Regions from separate parts of the Macaca mulatta genome. Here region 2 is linked to region 1. A link is a contact called in public Hi-C data. All regions are on one chromosome and are shown on one strand. The core of a region is the stretch at or near the end of the contact, and the rest is flanking DNA. Distances in the headings are between cores, read along the strand shown.

Evidence for each region. A called contact is a pair of places that touch in the nucleus more often than the background predicts.
Region 2: a contact with region 1 is called in a Hi-C map of CD4 T cells, with 3 times the contacts expected there. The contact joins the promoter of C1H1orf159 here to the promoter of TNFRSF4 in region 1. A contact is called at or near these places in 2 of 14 Hi-C or Micro-C datasets (CD4 T cells and liver).

Annotation. Positions count from the first base shown.
Region 1 is chr1:239,467,501-239,474,225 of T2T-MMU8v2.0, reverse strand. TNFRSF4 (TNF receptor superfamily member 4) reads right to left here and starts at 3,641. Exons shown (of 7, transcript XM_001090870.5): 1 at 1,597-3,641; 2 at 1,272-1,394; 3 at 621-722; 4 at 269-335. The coding sequence starts at 1,741. SDF4 (stromal cell derived factor 4) reads right to left here. Exons shown (of 7, transcript XM_077981489.1): 5 at 6,383-6,541; 6 at 6,025-6,247; 7 at 4,496-5,309. The coding sequence ends at 5,258.
Region 2 is chr1:239,572,629-239,579,539 of T2T-MMU8v2.0, reverse strand. It overlaps C1H1orf159 (chromosome 1 C1orf159 homolog), which reads right to left and starts at 5,122. Exons shown (of 11, transcript XM_077981664.1): 1 at 5,075-5,122.

The DNA.
Region 1 (6,725 bases), core at 2,392-4,891:
CCAATCCCTCCCAGCCCCCCAGCCCCTCTGCCTTCCTAAAAACTCAGCCCCGCCCAGGTCCCCCCAGCCCCTCCCAGCCCCTGTCCAGGCCCCTCCTCCGTCCTAACTACCCACTCCCCCGGCCCCCTTCCAGCCCCCCCACCCCCCCAAGCCCCCCAGCCCCCACTGCAACCACCCTTGGTTCCCCCCAGCCCCCCCACCCCTCCCAGCCCCTCCAACCCCTGAGCCCCCCCGCCCCCCAGGACCCCCAGCACCCCCAGCCCCTCACTTGGTCCAGGGCTTGCAGGCCTGGTTGTCGCCCGGGGAGAAGTGCCCTGGAGGGCAGGGGGCACAGTCTGCAACAAAGATAGGGTGGTCAGGGGCTGCCCACAGGCCCTGGGTGCTGGGGACATGGGGCAGAGCCTGTGGGTTGCCACTCGCCCCCCACGGCCGGGTGGTGGGTTTGGCCTCTGGAAGCCCTCCCTGCCCACATCCCACCCGTGGGCCCTGACCTGGGAGCCCCGTCTTGAGGATGCCAGAGGAGGCACCAGTGGGGCCGGTTCCCTGCGGCCCACGGCCCATCTGCGTCACAGACAGCCGCTGGGACACCCCCAACTGCCGGCCGCAGCCACCGAGCTCACCAACTCCAGGCTTGTAGCTGTCCAGGGGCTGGGTGCCCGCCCGGCAGCGGCAGACTGTGTCCTGTGTGGCCGTGCACGGCTGTTTCCGCTCACTCCCACTTCCTGAGCAGGGGCCGGAGGGGGTTATCAGGTGGGGGCTGTGGACAGGGTCCCCAAGAAGGACAGGTTGGCCTCCCCACCACACAGAGGGCCATGGGCAGGGGTCTGCAGCCTCCCCCAAGGTGTGGAGCCCCTGCAGCCCCCGAGGCCCTCCCTTCCTGGCCACAACCTGGGGCTGGTTCTGTGGCAGCCCCAGCCACCCTTCCCTACCCCTCCACCCCCTCCACCACCTCCAGCCGCCAGCACTGCCTGAGGCAGGGTCTCCATGGCCCAGGCCCCCAGCCTCACTGCTCGGGCCAGCAGGGCCAGGACACATGGCCAGAGGGGTCTCCCCGACTCCACGTGGCCTGGGCCGAGTCTGGGCCCGGAAGGAGTGGGGGTGCCCCGGGAGATGCCTCAGCTCCTCAAAGGACCCTGTGGCGGAGCAGACCCCACTGTGGTTTGAGGTTCGTTTCTGTGGCTGTGGGGGCCCTGTGCTGCTGCGTGGGAATGTGGCTGCCAGGCTGCCGCCCCCTGTGCCGGGTGGGGCTGTGGGGCCAGGTGGGAGCTCACTGAGGTTGCACCATGTGCAGGCCTTGCAGGGCTTGGCGCTGACCACGTCGTTGTAGAAGCCGGGCCCGCACGGACGGCACACCGTGTTCTGGGAGCGGTTGCAGCGGCTCACCATCCCGTTGCCTGCAGCAGAGGCCGGCGTCAGGCAGCGGTCAGGCCCCGGGCTTGCGCCCATGGACTCCCCAAACGGCTCCTCTGCCAGGCTTGGCGGGCCCCTTGCCTGCCCCCTCCCCAGGACCAGCCTCCTGGCTGGCCCATCCCTGCCCCAGCCCCCAGTCCCTGGAGTGCCCCGTGCGTGGCAGACCCTCCTGAAGCTGGGCCTCACCTGGCCTGCACTCCTGACAGCACCGGTCGTTGCTGGGGTAGGTGTCCCCGACACAGTGGAGCTTCGCCGTGGTGCTCAGCCCCAGGCCCAGGAGGAGCAGAGCCGCACACGGCCCCCGGCCCAGCCGCCGAGCCCCCACACACATCCTCGTCTCCGCTGTCGCCAGAGTCTGGGTTTTCCTTGCGGGGTGTGGCTATAAGGACTGTGGAGGAGGGGAGGAGAGGGGAGGGGAGAGGGGAGGAGGGCAGAGGAGGCGGGAGGAGGAAGGTGGCAGGCTGGGGACCCTGGCTGTGGGCTGGGCACAAAGGCGGGGTCTGGACACCCCCAGCATTGGCTTATTCTGCCTTCTGCCCTCTTCGGCCCAAGACCACCATGTTCAGACCCCAGGGCACAGTAGGGCCTGGCCTGCGACTCAACCCTCAGCAAAAAGGTTCATGGAGCACGTGGGTAAACTGAGGCAGCACTGAGTCAGGAGCGGCAACTGTTCAGTCTGGACCTTCGGAGCTGTGACACTGCTGGACCATGGTCCCCCTTGAGTGCCCAAGACTAGCTCTGAGCAGCAGTGACCACAGCCATGGTAAGACAGACACCCACGGCCAGGCGCTGTGGCTCATGCCTGTAATCCCAGCACTTTGGGAGGCCAAGGCAGGTGGATCACCTGACGTCAGGAATTCGAGACCAGTCTGGCCAACATGGCGAAATCCCGTCTCTACTGAATACAAAAATTATTTGGGCGTGGTGGTGGGTGCTTGTAATTCCAGCTACTCGGGAGGCTGAGGCAGCAGAATCGCGTGAACCTGGGAGACAGAGGTTGCAAAGCTGAGATCGTGCCACTGCACTCCAGCCTGGGCGACAGAGCGAGGCTCCGTGACCAGGGCCCACGCTGAGTGTGCCTGAGCAGGGCAGGTGTCTACGGCTGAACTGTGCCCCTTAAATTCCTGCGTGGAAGCCCTAACCCCCATGTGGCGGTGTTTGGAGACAGGCCTCCGAGGAGGTCGTGAGGGTGGGTCCTGGATGACCTGGCACACGTGGACACGCAGGCAGGTTTCTCCCTTGATGCAGACAGCTCTCAGGTTCCACGGGTTGCCCAGAGAACAGGAACTGCCTGGAGAGCCGGGGAGCAGGTGCGGGGCCAGAGGCTCCCTGGGTCCCTTCTGTACCTTTCAAGTAACTGTGACCAGCCTGTGATTATCCAAAAGTTCATTTTTAAAGTTGCCAAGTGGAGAGGGGCCTCTAGGGGAACAGAGCAGCGGGGAAGGGCCTGGAAATCCCCTCCTCCCAGAAGCACAGGAAACAGCTGCCTGCCCTCTGCCCACCCGCGGGAAATTCCCAGCCATGGAGGCCGCTGGGCCTGGAGGGGGAAGGAGTGGAGGGAGAGGCCACTCACCCTTGTACTGAGGGTCCCTAACTTGGTCACCCTCCCCATAACCCCACAAGTAGAGAGGATCCTGGAAGGGCTCAGAGCATCCCAGACAGTGCGTGTGCGTGCATGTGCACACCCCAACCCAGGTGGGCAGAAGAGGAAAGTTCTGGAATTTTCTGGAAGTTTCCGCCCAGCGTTCACATGGGTTTCCCACCGACAGTGAGAAAAAGCTTGTATTTGCAATTGGTTTCTTGGAGGTTCAGGTGAGCTGGGGGTCTTGATGGGCAACACTGCTCTCCTGGGGCCTAAGTGGCCGCGTCTGCCCACAAGTGCAGTGAGTGGGGCCCATGCACCATGGAGAGGGCACCCCCAGCACGTTGCTGGCACCTGCAGTGGCCCCAGGGTAGGGCATGGCCCCTCCTGCTTGAAGCTGCCCAGGAAGCTCAGGTCTCCTTGTCCTGGGCTGAAGCTCACAGGTCCGAGAAAGCCCCGCTGTGTCCACGGAACCGGATGTGGAGTGGCCACAGGAGACGGACACCGACCCAGAGCTGAGGACACCCGAGGTCTGCAAGGCAGCCTGCAGCTCAAACCGCATCCCCAGGGGCTGGGCTCTCCACTCTGCACAGTGGTGTCGCGGGCGGCCCAGGGCAGCCCGCGGGTGGCCACTGCTCCTCCAGTACCAGACTGGAGGTGGCCGGGGCCTCGGAAGGGTCAGGTGCCGCCACACACCCAGCTGTCCCCCCGCCCTCATGTCCAGTCCAGCATGGCCTCAGCTCACACCTCCCACTTCTGGGTGAATGGCCCTCAGCTGCTGAGGCTGTGATGGTCCCTGGCTCTGGCCTGGGGCCATGGATGGGGAAGGGCAAAGTCCAGGCCACCGAAGGTTGGCTCCAGGGAATTACAGCCCCTTCCAGTAGGGCACGGGACCTTCCTCCCAACACCTGCCTGGCCATGGCTCTGTGAATCCTGTTTGCCTGGGAACCAGCCCAGGTGCCAACCTGCCCTCTCGGCCCCGTAGGAGCACCTGGGCAGGTGGGCTCCGGGCAGAGGCCAGTCACACGGGCACTGCAGGGCAGACTGAGGAGGGGGCACTCCTGGCTTCCTTGAGCTCCCGCCGGGAAAACCAGGAAAGAGCCTGGGCCCCCACACGCCACAGGGCGGGACCCCCACCAGCCGTCCTCACACCCCCCCTTCTCTGCCCCTCCCGGGGCTGGGCCCGCCCCTCTGCACCCGAAGGCCTTGCCATCCTCCACCCAAAACTCCCCTAGGTGGCTCTGGCTCCTGCCTTAAATGTCCAAACCCCAAACTCAATGGACACTTCTGCTGCCCTCAGGACCCCTGCTCTCACACACAGCGCTGCCCCCCGTCCTCCCAGAGCCCCTGCCGTCCCTGCCGGCCAGGAGAATCACCTCCGACGGGCCACGACCTCCGCCTGACCCAGCATCTGCCTCCAGCGGAAACTCTGACCACAGACGTGCCACGCTGGTGTTGTGTTTTGTTTCACACCCAAAGAATGAAGCTGACCAAAAAGGCAACTATGTTTACAGTAAATTAATGTGATTCTTGTCACAACAAATATTCGCATTTTCTCAGCGGCAGCTGTGGGACCTGGGTGGCTCCAACCTGCCAGGCCCGGGAAGGACCAGGCGCCCTCCCCTGAACTTCGTGGCTACTCATTTCCAGCGAAGTTTAATCTATTTTTAATAATCGTTCAGTTTTCAAGGAAACGGAGAAGCTGTTATTTCCCACGGAGCGGTGGCCCTGGGAGGGGCCGGGCCCAGAGGTTCCGGCCGCGATGCGGTCAGCGCCGTCGGCAGAGTGCCTGAAGCGAGATTTCGTTCTCAGAAGTGAGATGCAGCGATTTCGAGGGACCAGGGAGGAGGAGGCGCCGCGGAGCCGCAGCCCAGCCCCGCACCCCGGCCGCATCACAGCAGAAGCTTCGCCGGGGTGCGCGCCGCGGTGGGGACGCCTCGCTGAGCCTCGCGGGGGTGCGCGCTGTGGGGGGACTCGTCGCTGATCAACTGGGGCGGCCACGGTCGGCCGGTGGTGGGTGGCAGGGAGGGGCTGGGGTCCGGGACAGCCACGGAGCCTGGAGTCACCCGCGGGGCCGCTCTGGTGGTGCGCGGGGCGCGCTGGGCGCTCAGAACTCCTCGTGCACGCTGCGCGCGTAGTCCACCAGCTTGCTGCCGGTGAAGAACTCGCTGTACTTGAGCACCTCCTCGGGCTCCAGGTGGTGGTTCTGGTTCTCGTCCGCGACCGCGATCATCTGCTTGGCCTCGTTCAGGGCGTTGTACTCGTTCATGGGGTCCATGTAGCTCTGCGGGCGAGCGGGGCACAGGTCAGCATCCGCCTTTCCCCCTCCCAGTGCCAGCCGCCCGGGAGGCCCTCCCGGCTCCGCTCGGGGGAGGAACAGCTGGGCCCGAGCTCCGCGGTCATCCACACGAAGTGGCTATTTAAGGTGCCTGCTGGCTGCAGCAGGAGTGTGGGCATGTTCTGGAAGGTTCCCGAAGGGAGGCGGCACAAATGAGAAGGGCACAGGGCAGGGAGAAGCCGGGGGCCCTGGAAGGCCTGCCCGTGGCCGGCAGGGGTCACGGGGTACAGGGGCTACCCCGGCCTGAACCCCAGTTCTGAAGGATCCCTAACCTGGGCCGGGCTCACTGGCTGTCGCCAGGGATCACAGGATTCTACATAAAAACAAGGTGACTCATTCAGCAGTGGAGACAAACAAGCCTACACATGATACCAGTGAAAACGCTTCAAAGGAAGGTGGTAAATTCCAGCCATGTGGCACAGGCCGCCCCGCCCACCTGCACCTGCCTCCAAGTTGGGCCCAGCAGGAGCTTCCCCTTGTGGTCCCGTTAAAAACGGGCCGTGAGAACCTGAGGATGGAGCCCGGCCAGGCTCGCCTGTCTCTGATCCATTTGAACCTAAACGCCAACCATGGCCACGCGGTCTGGTGGACGCCGCTGAGCAAACGCCCCAGTGACCGGCCCAGGGGGAGTTTCAGGCTGGACACCAGCATGGCTTCCTGTCTCAGGCCCAGATCCGCCGGCCCCTCCGCACACAGTGCCTCGCAGGGCTGGCTCCGGGACGCGGCTGCACCAGGGCTCACCTCCAGCTCCTCTGCCGTCACGATGCCGTCGTGGTTGGAGTCAATGAGCTCCTCAAACTCCTTTTTTCTGTCTTTCACCCAGTTGTCGTCAATGTCCTGGCCCTGCTGGTTCTCCACGGTGCCCACGGGCAGGGAGACGAACTCCGGCAGGGACAGCTGCTTGTCCCCGTCCTGGTCTGTGAGACGGGAACGGATCAGCCCACACCCAGGCTGGGGCTCCCGCAGGACCTTACCCGACTTCCCGGCGATGCCCAGCCCCTGCCGTTGGTCCCCGGGCCCTGGCGCGCCAGCCAGGCTGGACCCAGCCTCACCCAGGTCCCGGACGATCTCCTTCACCATGAACCTGAGCATCCCCCGGCTGTGCTCGGGGTGGAGGAACGACAGGAACTCCTCCTCCGTCAGCAGCAGGTCCGCGGGGGGGCTGTCTGCCTGGTACCAGCGGTCCTTCAGGTTCTCCAGGACTTCCTGTGCTGAGAGGGGCGCAGCCTGTGGGCATCGAGGCAGACAGACGCCGGCACGCAAAGCCAGAAAGCTCCGAGAGGTGCTGCCTGAACTCGAGGGACATAGCCGCCCACGAGACCGGGGCCCCACCCTCCAGGATTCACAGGTCCCCCGGACATGGCCCAGACAACCAAGACACAGCCTGGACCCCCC
Region 2 (6,911 bases), core at 3,873-6,372, 100 kb before region 1:
CGGGAAACAGGGAGTCAGTCAGCGCCTGGCAGCAAGCCATCACTGTTTCCATTCCGCTCATCTCAGGCCAGTGCCTGCTTAAATGCTAGAGAAAAGGAATCCCCTGGGCACGTTCCCAAGAAAAACACCACCTGCCCACCAAACATGTGCACAAAAATAGGCCCAAGGTCTTCAGACGCTGGAAACCCACCGGAGCGCCCTCAGAGACCACGAGCCCGCAACAGCGCGTCCCACAGCAGTTCCTCGTGCAGCGCCTCAGAGGAAACTCCAAAACGGTTCTCTGTGTGAACCGTGGCAGACGCAAAACCGCCCACACATGTGACTCCTAACACTCAGAGTCAGCGCTCTGGTCCTGCGCGGCAGGCAGGCACTGGAACAGCCTGCGAGCCGGCCTCCGCGGGTCTCAGGCAGATTCTCCATCACGACAGGAGTCTGGGTTACGCAGGTGACTCCTTTGTCAAAACAAGTTAACTGGACACAAGCTCTGTGTGTTTCACTGCATATAAATTATGCCTCAGTAACTAAATAAACGCATTTTCTATTTTGAAAATCTCATTGGAGCCACAAAGCTACATAATGGGGTGAAAATTTCTACAAGTCAATGTAAAAGTTAGTGAGAATTTAAATTGTGCTATACACTGTTTCACCACCCTTATTTTCCCTTAGAAGAACTGGTTTCAGGGCAGGTGTGGTGACTCTGGCCTGTAATCCCAGCATTCTGGGAGGCTGAGGTGGGAGGATCGCTTGAGCCCAGGAGTTCAAGACCAACCTGGAAGTGAGATCTCATCTCTACCAAAAAAAAAAAAAAAAAAAAAATAGCTGGGCTTGGTGGCACATACCCGTGGTCCCAGCTATTTGGGAGGCTGAGGTGAAAGCCTCTCTTGAGCCCTGGAGGTCAAGGCTACAGTGAGCCACGATGGCACCACTGCACTCTACCTGGGCGACAGAGCCAGACCCCGTCTCAACAACAAAAAAGAATTCGTTTCAATGAAAAAATGATGGCTCAGGTCACTGTGATTTTAAGTAAGTATCATCTTGCAAAACCACCCTGTAAAAGCAACCACCGGCTGGGGCAGTGGGTAGACCACACCCACGCTCACCGTAACGCCAGCCTCCCGGCAGCAGTCACTGCACAGGGAGGCGGGAGGGCCCGCTGGCGGGCTTCTCACGCTGCCGAACCCCGGTAAACACAGCACCAAGGGCCGGCTGGAGCTTCCGCTGCACCCGTGTAGCTAATGCTGGTCATCTTCAGAGCAAGCAAAGGAAGCCAACGTGAAACGTAGCTTTAAGGGCCCAGTGAGAACTGTCTGGGAGCCTTAAACGCAGGCCTCTCTATCTAAAGATCCCCTCTCCTGCTTTGATAGAAAACAAATACCGCGAACCCCTTGATGGGCTGTGAAGGAGACATCCCCCTTTGTTGAGGTGCACGGTAGACGCTGCCCACCTACCCGTGGGCTCAGCACACCCAGTCGGGCTGTTGCCGTAGGTGGAGCAGGGCAGGATCGGGCCCACCCCCCACCAGGAAAGTCAGGCCAGCATCAGGTGATGGTCAGGTGGCTGTTAACTGTCTCTCCAAAAGAACTGGTTGCAGCCAGCGCCAGGGAAAGGCAGCTCCCAATAGCTAGAAAACACCCGAAACTGGTAGCGTGTGCACTGAGAGGCAAAATGGCGGCGTGTAACTGGTCTATGACCTTCCAGGGACGTTTGACAGGCAAGGGAAGAACGCCTCAGGTGAGCATGAGCACTACTCCAGTGAACACACGGCGCATGCTCCCTCCCTCCAGGGACCACATGGCGCATGCTCCCTCCCGCAGGGCGCACACGGCGCATTCTCCCTCCAGCAGGGCGCACACGGCATATGCTCCCTCCCTCCAGTGAACACACCGCGCATGCTCCCTCCCACCAGTGACCACACAGCGCATGCTCCTTCCCTCCAGGGACCACACCGCGCATGCTCCCTCCCTCCAAGGACCACACGGCGCATGCTCCCTCCCGCAGGGCGCACACGAGGCATTCTCCCTCCAGCAGGGCACACATGGCGCATGCTCCCTCCCGCCAGTGAACACACCGCGCATGCTCCCTCCCACCAGTGAACACAAGGCGCATGCTCCCTCCCTCCAGGGACCACACCGGGCATGCTCCCTCCCTCCAGGGACCACACCGGGCATGCTCCCTCCCTCCAGTGACCACACCGCGCATGCTCCCTCCCACGTGCAGCAGGCTGCTGCGTGGGTGGACAGCCCACCCTGAGGAAGGATCAGGGAAGAAGGGGTGCAAGACCCTAGACGCCTGCCAGCGTATAAAACCCTAAGTCAAAAGGTGAAACCACGCACCTGATCTCTCACAGTGCCAGCCTGGCCCTCTTCCAAGGGTACTTCCTTTCATTCCTGCTCTAAAGCTTCAACTTTCACTCCTGCTCTAAAACTTGCCTCAGTCTCTCCTTCTGCCTCATGTCCTTCCACCGAATTTTTTCTTCTGAAGCGGCGAGATTTGAGGCCACCGCTGACATACTTTGGGGCCGCAACTCAGATACATTCTGCAGGTAACAGAGCTCTGCGGGCTCACCTGAGCTCCATGCTCCATCTCAGCACACACAATCCTCAGCCGGAGTGGTGAGAAGCGGTGGCTCTTTCTTTTCTTTGTGAAACAGGCTGGAGTGCATCGTTGTGATCTCGGCTCACTGCAGTCTCCACCTCCGGGGCTCAAGTGATCCTCCTGCCTCAGTCCCTCGAGTAGCTGGGACTGTTAGTGGCAGAACATATCCCACTTCTGACACCAAAGCACGCTAGCAGCAGTGAATCTCAATTCTTCCCTCCTCGGAAGAAAGAATTTGAGCGGCAGGAGGCAGAAGAGAGCCAGGCAGTTTTACAACAGGAGCAACAGTTGATGAAGAAGCTTTGGAGCAGGAATGACAGGAAGTAAAGCACCCTTGGAAGAGGGCCAGGCGGGGGACCTGAGAGATCAAGTGCGTGGTTTGACCTTTGACTTCGGGTCTTCTACCGGCAGGCTTCCGGGGTGTGTTACTTCTCCCAGTTCTTCCCTCGGGGTAGGCCATCCTCACGCACGGCTGCCAGCACTTGGGAGGAAGTATGCGCAGAGTTTACTGGAGTTGTGCCCACGCTCCCTCTAGGCCTTCTTTTTTGAGACAGAGTCTCGCTCTGTCACCCAGACTGCAGTGCAATGGTGCAATCTCGGCTCACTGCAACCTACCCCTCCCGGGTTCAAGCAATTCCCTCCTGCCTTAGTCTCCCGAGTAGCTGGGACTACAGGCGAAGGCCACCACGCCCAGCTAATTTTTGTATTTTTATTAGAGACGGGGTTTCACCATATTGGCCAGACTGGTCTCGAACTCCTCGCCTTGTGACCCGCCCACCACCACCCCCCGGCCTCCCAAAGTGCTGGGATTACAGGTGTGAGCCACCACGCCCGGCCAAGGCCGCCTTCACTGACCAGCCAAATGTCCCTGGTAGAGGGGCCCTCTTCTGCCCTGCTCATGTCTGACTAGCAACCTACTTTAACGGGCCACAGGCGCTTGCCACCATGCCTGGATAATATTTTGTATTTTTTATAGAGACGGGGTCTCCCTATGTTGCCCAGGCTGGTCTCAAGCGATCTCACACCCCAGCACCTACAGCTGTTCTTTAAATGAGCTACCCAATAAGTCAAAGCTAAGGTGGAGAGCAGCGGCAAGGCAGGGAGGGGCTGGGAAGTATCTCGGGGGTTCCCGGGATGCTGCCCGTGGACCCCAGCGCTGAGGTGACTGCGCGTGGAGACACCTGCCTGACCGGCTTTTAGGAGGAGTACTGGGGGCAGGATGTGTGTGTGTCAGGAAAAGAACGTTTCTGTATAATTCATAAACATGTATGTTAAAAACAACGTGGCCATGACGCATCCTGGCTGAACGCAAACGGGGAACGGAAACCTGAGTAATTGGGCTCATCACTGAGCATCCCGGGCGGCTGCCCCTACTCCGGGGCTCGGTACCGGCACCCTCTGCGAGGACGACGGTTTCCCAGGTTAAGCCATCAGGAAACGGGAAGACGCCTAAGAATGATACAATGGACTCTGGAGGAAAGGGTGGGAGGGGGCGAAGAATAAAAAACTACAAATAGGTTGCAGTTTGTACTGCTCGGGTGATGGGTTCACCAAAATCTCTCAAAAATCACCACTAAAAAGCTTACCCATGTAACCAAACCACCTGAGCAGTAACCTACGGAAAAATAAAAGAGGAAGACGCAGCTCTGCCTTCTCTGCACACTGTGGTAATACTAAGAAAAACGAAAACCAGAAACAGGGTGCCAAGTTTGACATCCTGAAATTTAACAGGACGAGGCGGGTAAGAATTCAGTCACAAAGTAGTTTCCCAGGGAAGAAGCCGCGTTTGCTTTGAAACGTGGTAACAAATGCACCCGAACACCTGGGCTTAAATTACACTCAAACATCGACTCGCTGCCACCGCAACGACGCGCTCCTGAAAGACAGCCCACCCACTAGCCCTCGGCTACTGCAGGTGACAAACGGACAAAAACAAATCCCAAAGCCTCGCGGGAAAAAGACCCGAATCGTGGCCGACTTCTAGGACACCGGGGACCACCGGGGACCGCCGGGGCCCCCACTCCCGGCTGCGAGGAAGGAGAGGCGAGCGCGCCTCCTTTCTTCTCCGGGGGGCCCGTCCTGTTCCCTCCCCAGGGACCCCTTCCCCTGTCCCGGGAGCCCCTCCCCTCCCCAGGGACCCCCTCCCTTGTCCCGGGACCCCCTCCCCGCCCCTCCCTGGGCTCCCCCTTCCCTCCTCAGACGCCCCTTCCCCTCCCCAGGCGTCCCGCTCGGCCTGGGCGCCTCTCCCCAACAGGACGCGGCCAGGCTTGCTGGGAGGCGGCGACGAGGACGCGGGCCCAGGCGCGGACGGCTTCTCCGCGCGCTGAACGATGGGGGACGTGCAGGGGGCGTCCCTCGGGCCGGGCCGGGCCGCCGACCTTTGTCTGCCTCTCGCGCTCCCTGCGCCGACCCAGCCGCCCAGACTGACCCCGGCGCCCCCACCCGCTGCCTTCACGCCCGCCCCCAGCCCCTCACTCACCCGGGCGGCCTCCGAGTTTCTCTTTCGTACACCCCGCCCTCAGGCGGCGGCGCCGCGCCCCCTGGGACTTGTAGTCTTTCTTCCGCCCCGGCCCCGGCGCCAGGCCCCGCAGCTCCCACAGAAAACTACAACTCCCGGAGGCCCGCGCGAGAGCCGCCCTCGCCCGGTGGTACCGTCGCGCGAGGCCGTGGGTGGGGTGCCGGGGCGGGGCGCGGAGCGCCCTGGGAAATGTAGTCCTGGAAGACCCGGCGTACGATTCGGGCCACCCCCCGATAGGGAGGGACTACATTCCCCAGGATTCCTCGCGCGCCGGCTGCTTGGCGTTGCCGGGAGACGGGGCGGGGCGTCGTCGGGGTCTCCCGGGCGACGGCCCAACAGTCGGCGTCCTTAGTGTTCCGCAGGTTTAGGCGGAGGCGGAGCGTTTGGGGGCTGCCGGGGCGGTGGCTTCGGCTTCGGCTTCGGCTTCGGCTTCGTCTGCACCAGGTTTGGCCGCGGGCGCGCGGAGCCCCCGCCCTCCAGACCCACGGAGCGCCCCGAGCGCCTCGCGAGCCGCCGCCAAATGCGCCCGAGGTCCGCGGCCGGCGCCTGTGCTGGGACCTCGGCTGCCGGGGTCGGAGCGCGGCGGGAGAGACCCCGGCTCGGGTGCGGGGCTAGGACGGCTGGGACCTGGAGGGCTCCCGGGGCTCCGCATCTCGGACGGGCCAGGGCCCTGCGGCCTCAGGACGCTCCCCCGTGAGTCTCGGCTGTCCCGGGGTCCGGGTGGCGTCGCTGCCGCACAGGCCGGGCGCGTGGGTTTCTCCGGGACTCTGCCTCTGAGCCACCCTCGGAGGAAAAGGACCGCTCTGCGCGTCCCGCGGCTCTCGCAGCTTTCGGCGAACACCTTTAAAGGAGCTCCCCGAAGGAACTGGGGGCGTCCGTCCGCTCATCAAAGGCTTGGGTCCTGTCGGTGTCCCCGGGCCCTCTCCTGGCTGGGCCAGCGCACAGGGTTGGGGGCCGCTGCAGGTGTCCCGGGGCCCCCAACCTCCCCAGACCCCCCAACCCCCTAGGATGCCCCCAGATCCCCCAACCCCTCAGACGCCCCAAACCCCCAGACCCTCCAGCTCCCTTGGCTCCCGGGAGCTCCTAGGCCCACCCTGCGTGCTCTCTGGGGTTGTTCCCCGTTGGTGGACGCCGCTTCCGGATTCCCTCCCAAGTTTAAACGCCAGAGATTTCAATGGAAATAAAGCTCCCATCTTAACAGCGTGAGGATGATTTCTAAACAGGAGTATTGGGGACAGGTGGGGAAGCCACGCTTATATCTTCTCTTTAGAAGGACAATGTTCGTCTGAGGGTCCATCCCAGGGTTCCCTCGGGGCCTCTGTGGAGGAATTGATGCCACCAGTGCCTCTGGCCGTGGGACGCCTAGGCGTGGGCGCCCAGCACTAGGGCTTCGCTGACAGCTGCAGGGTTTCCGGCCATGCGCCCGCGGATGTGCAGCTTCTGTGTGTCGGCCCCATTAAGAGGAACCTGTCCTGGGCGACGTTTGAGGACCACGGGGAGGACACAGTCGCGGTCCCCTTCTCGGAGTCGAGTCTGTGCCACGGGCTCTTGTCGTCTGCGGCACCTCATCGTGGAGCTGAGCCAGTGTTTCCACTTCCTTTTTGTGTGTGTGTGTTTGAGACAGGGTGTCACGCTGTCACGCAGGCTGGATGCAGTGGTGTGATCGAGGCTCACTGCAGCCCGGACCTCCTGGGCTCAAGTGATCCTCCACCTCTGCCTCCAGAGTAGTTGGGACCACGGGTGTTTGCCACCATGCCTGGCACATATTTCTTTATTTTTTGTAGAGACAAGTCTGTTT